Linked DNA regions of Triticum aestivum: region 2 is linked to region 1. Evidence: chromatin contacts called from public Hi-C data. All regions are on one chromosome and are shown on one strand. Each heading gives the region's core, a stretch centred on a gene start, on an enhancer-like site or on the middle of the called end of the contact. The rest is flanking DNA. Distances are from core to core; before and after follow the strand shown. Region 1 has its middle 42 kb from the start of LOC123180243. Region 2 holds the start of LOC123065206 (protein IQ-DOMAIN 6).

Region 1 (2,509 bases), core at 7-2,506:
CTCCAAGAGTTTGTTGTGTTTGTGAGTTCCTTGCGTGTGATCTTTCTACTTCTTCTCAAGTTTGCTTCATGTATCACATCATTGTATCCTAGCACGTTAATGGCTATAGTAATTTGAAGCTGGGTCGAAATATGACTTTTCTCTCAAAAAATCAACTAGTGTGAGTTTATATTGTTATACACTTATACTCCCTGTGTAAACTTTTATAAGATCGTTTAGATCAGTGAAAGTACTACTTGTGTTAATCACAAACAAGAATTTTGTTTTGCTTTGTTGTCTCTCTAACAGTCAAGGATGTACCACAATTTTCAATTCCATGACTTGAACCCTGCCAGGTTGGTTCTGTGCTAATCTCCACCTGATAATAAAGCGAGTAGTGCTTCTGGCTGTCTGTCGCTCATTTTACAAAAAAACTTTGTGTTTTCGGAAATCAACCTAAAGTCCAGACTTAAGTGACAAAAAATTCAATTTATAGTGTAATTTTAATCAATAGCGATGTGTACAATTTGAATATGATGTTATTTTACCTATTTAACATTTTTAAAGTTCTATTTATGGTGTAATTTTAATCAATAGCGTACAATCCTTCTTTTTTCCATACCGAGGTCGATCCATGTTGCAAATGAACACCTTATCACAATCAGACTGAAGACAAAAGAAACTATCAATAACCACATATGAGAGAGAGAGAGACAGAGAGAGAGAGAGCATAGATAGGATGCCATGTTGGGTCTTGAGTCATGATTATTGGGTTAGAGACGTGTCGTACCGTTCGTTGCAATGCACGAGCTCTTTTGCTATTTTGCTATTAAGTTAATAATCACACACAAGATTTTGTTCTTTTTATTTTCTCTCTAGCGGTCAAGGATCTACAATGAGTTTCAAGCTAAGATCGTGGACATGGTCATGCATCGCATATGCTGAGCTGAGGTAGTTTTTTTTTTTTTGAGGGGAGCTGAGGTAGTAATTGATGATTGAGCCATGAGCGAGGTTAACAGGAGGATGTGGCGCACCGCACGCTGGTTGCTAGTGCGTGGTGGCTTGTGCGTCTCTTTCTGCTCCTCTCCGTCTCCATCCTTTTCTTCGGCTCCTTTCATTTCTGGCCCCGAAAACTAAGTTTTGGGAGCGAGTTCAAGAATCTCAGTCTCAGGCACGGTGGTCCGCGCGCGCAAGGGACGCTCGCTCTCTCCCAAGGCATAGGAATCACTGTACGTACACGAGCACAACGGACGTGACGGTCCCCGTCTTTTTGTCACGACGATGTCCCATCATTCGGGACATGTGTGTATACACAGCTGGTATACAGGTGTACTACTAGCTGACTACTCCGGCGTCGACGCATTTGTCCTGACCGGTCGGTTTCCTCCCCTGCCTGCTGACACGACACATAAATATCCAGTGCACCTATCGACTCGCCTGACCAGCTATGCAGCTGAGCTAAAGGCGTCGCCGTTGGCCTTGGCCGGCCGGCCGGCGCTCTAGTCTCCGGAAATTGTGGGCGTCCAAGTCCGTCTTGAATCGACCGATAGGCCGGCCGGGGTCTACCCTCGACGTCTCTGCACGGCGTTTGTTGTGCCTCAGTCGGCGTTTCCAACTCCGTTCACCCTCGGCCGCAGTCTCACGTACAGTAAACTTTGCCATTGATCCAACAACAGTCATCTGAAATTCCCCTAAAAGAAAACAGCCATCTGGACTTCAGTGCGCAGTGGCCGTAGCCAAGTCAACTAGAATAACAGCCGTAGCCAAGCTAAGCGACGTGCCATGCCATGCCATGGCCGTCGGGTTGGCGGCCTTCCACATGAAGCAGCGGCAACACTGTGCTTGCTTGTGCTGTTGTGCAAAGGAGAGCACAGAATGCAGCCTCCATCGGTCCGTATTATCCTAATCAGAACGGAATATGGCAATCTCCCTTGCCCTTTGCATGAGTAGAAAGTAGAATTCTTTGCGCTTTACATCAATCATCAAACAAAATTGAAGAAAGATTGTCAGCGGCAACTCCACGAACAGAAATCCGGAAGAAAAAGAGCAACTCGAGCAAAAATTCTTCATCAAGGTGCAGCCGGAAGAAGGCCATCAAGTTACTCTCTTCTTCTTCTTTTTTAGAGGAGGCCGTCGAGTCACTTGACGGGCTCATTGCTCGTTCCATCATGTGAACAGCGACCTGGTCCGTTCCTCCACACTCAGAATTAGCCCATTCAGTCAGTCTTTCTTTGTTTGGGCATCTGCCACCGATTCCCAGATTGGGCCTTCGTTGTGTGGTCCATCTCCGACACCCAAGAAGGCTCGATGTGTGTGTGTGTGTTTTGAGGCTGGTCACAATTGGGAGGAACTTAGGAGTAACATCACACACTTCAATACAACTTTGCTTATGTGTCACACATTTAATGAAGAGAGAGATGCTTGTGGTAACTAGCTAAGTTATAGGAACATCACACACTCTAAGAAACAATGAGTCTATAACCTAATAAATACATTATTGCATGACACTACATAGATGTTTCTATCCACT
Region 2 (2,509 bases), core at 7-2,506, 300 kb before region 1:
TCTTTTTTACTTTATAATTTGAATCCAGATCTAATAAAAATCACTAATGTCGTTCTTTTGGAGGAATTGTATATTTGTGGTGTAGTTTAAAAACCTGTAAAAGTGTGTGTGTTTTCAGAAAAAAAAAAGAGGGGTGTGTTTTCAGAAATGGAAGAGAGCGGACTGAACAACATAACCCATGGGCCAGTGTTACAGCAAGGCCCAGCTGAGCCCCAATCTCTCGAATTCTCCACCAGATTCTTGCCACCAAAAATGGCGCGATTCTATCAAATTTCTACATTCTCAACAACATAGCCCATGGGCCAGTGTTAAACTAAGAAACTGGAGGCCCATACCACAGGAAGGGCCAGTTCAGCCTCAATCTCTAATTCACCATCAAATTCTTGCCACAAGAAATGGAGCGATTCTATCAAATTTGCAGGAATGAAAACTACATTCTCGACATTACCGAGCGCTGCAAGAGTCATGGATCGAAGCAAGCATTGCAAACGCACATTCAATCAAAAAAAGATATGCACCTCGGTTTCCCTGAGCGGATCGGCACGGCCGTCGCGGTGGCCGGGCGCGTCCTGTGACTGCGCGTCGGCGGAGCAGCGCGCCCGGCGCTCCATGGCGCGCTCCTGCACCCTCAGCAGCGCCTCCATGCGGCTGAGCGTGACGGCGAGCTGCCTCCGCACCAGCCGGCCGCGCACCAGCGCCTGCAGCCGCACGATCCCCCGCAGCGCCTTCAGCGCCCGCCTCGCCTGATCAACCGCGCGACAGATCATCAGTCCATCATCACCGGTATCGCATCAGATCGGAATGCGCAGTAGCACGAAACCATGGAGCAATCTGCGCGTTGGATTGGTTACCACTTACCAGGAGGGCGCGGAAGGCGGCCTGGATGCGCACGGCGGCCCACTCCTGCCTGATCACGCGGAAGTCCGCGGGCGGCGCGCGCGCCACGACCGAGCCGAGCGCGGTGGCGGACGACGTGGTCGAGGACGTCTCGCAGCCCCCGGCGCCGTCCCTGGACGCGCCCCGCCAGAGCCGGCTCCACTTCCGGCCCTTTCCCGGCGCCGCGGACGCCGACGGCGCCTTGAGGCCGACCAGCGACCTGATCCACTTCCCCATCGACGCCCTCACGCTCTCGTCACACGTCCGGGCGGGAGCTCTCCTGCTTTGGCTGGCTCTGCGTCTGCGTCTGCGGGCGCGGGGGGAGTGACGACCGACGAAGGATGAGGCCGGCCGGGACGATCGGACGAGACAAAACGGAAGTACAAGTAGTGGGGGAGGTAGCCGTTGTCCTTTTCTCCGGGGGAGTCCGTTTCCGCTCCGCGCGTGGGCATTCAATTCGAATTTCGAACGGCGACAAGGAAAGCCGGCCCCGAGGGCGAGCACGCCGGGTCGCTGGGCGCGGGCCCGGCGCTCGAGGTGGGGCCCAGGTGTTTGCTGGTTCAGGTGGGAGGAGGCACGGCGGAGCTCCCGTCGCGCATAGGTTTCCGGGAAAGACTGGAACGTGGCTTTCTCGTGGGACGGGCCCCCGACGCTGACCCGCCGGGTCCACGGGGAACGTGGAAGCACTTGTCAGTAACGGACGGCCTGAGGAGGGGAGGTGGGGACGATCAGCTCGCGCTCGACGGTCCGTCGACGGCGGTGCCGGCACGGCACGGCGTCGGGGAACGTGGGCAGAACGGACCTTGCTGCGCTTTCACGCTTCGTTTCTCGCAAGGGAGAATCACTAGTTGCATGATGTATTTTTCATGCCTTTTTTTTGAAGCATCTCCAATACTTGCTCCATCCACGATAACGTATATACATATATAAATTTTATGGCAAATTATGGAGCGGAGTAAAAAAATACATTGGAAAGACCCAAGTCATTTTCTTTCTCCTATTGAATCACCCCACCTCAAAGTGCATGTAAAAAGTGAGGAGACGATGTGTTGAATATTATTGATCTTGATTACCGTGTGATAAGATTTTTTTTTCTATTTTAAAGTGCACTGGGAAAATAGATGTATAGATTTTATCAATAAATTTTGAACGAAAGTACTTCGCATACGACATTTGGCTCAACGAGCGCTTGGGCGATGACTTAATCCAGCTGCTGGTGCTGTTTTAGCCTTGGGCTTGTATGGTGGATATGGCATTGCCGTCTGTGTTTCGTGTGATAATTGTCGCCGTGCATGTAGCAGTATACAATTTTGAATATCAAATGTATACTTATTAATGGACGGAGGAAGTAGGTGCCATCTAATAGCACAAAACCATTTATTACATCACGGGATGCAAAAAATACTACTTCAAATAACTGTTTGATATATTTGAAGAAAACACTCCACATTTAGGGCAGCTGCAAAATACAATAGTGCTGCAAATTTGCAACACTTAAGCAACTACCGCAAAACAAACTGGGTCGTGCGTGAGCCGCCGACTGCCTACCGCCAGCGGCGATTTTGGCCGTGAAGGCCGCGTCTGTCGCTCGTCTTCCCTGTCACTCCAGACGGCTGTCAGAGTTTCACCGCCC

The links. Hi-C and Micro-C count contacts between places; a contact is called where the count stands out from the background.
Region 2: a contact with region 1 is called in a Hi-C map of leaf, with 5 times the contacts expected there. The contact joins the promoter of LOC123065206 here to the enhancer-like site in region 1. A contact is called at or near these places in 2 of 5 Hi-C or Micro-C datasets (both in leaf).

What each region holds. Positions count from the first base shown.
Region 1 is chr1A:544,503,463-544,505,971 of IWGSC CS RefSeq v2.1, reverse strand. No RefSeq gene overlaps it. Among protein-coding and RNA genes, the nearest start is that of LOC123180243, 42 kb to the right of the region's middle. Within about 2 kb of position 1,256, at least 1 of the 8 cell types and tissues checked has an H3K27ac peak or open chromatin away from gene starts, as enhancers often do. A contact at or near this core is called in leaf, where this site is marked.
Region 2 is chr1A:544,800,479-544,802,987 of IWGSC CS RefSeq v2.1, reverse strand. LOC123065206 (protein IQ-DOMAIN 6) reads right to left here and starts at 1,256. Exons shown (of 4, transcript XM_044488558.1): 1 at 859-1,256; 2 at 519-743. The coding sequence starts at 1,113.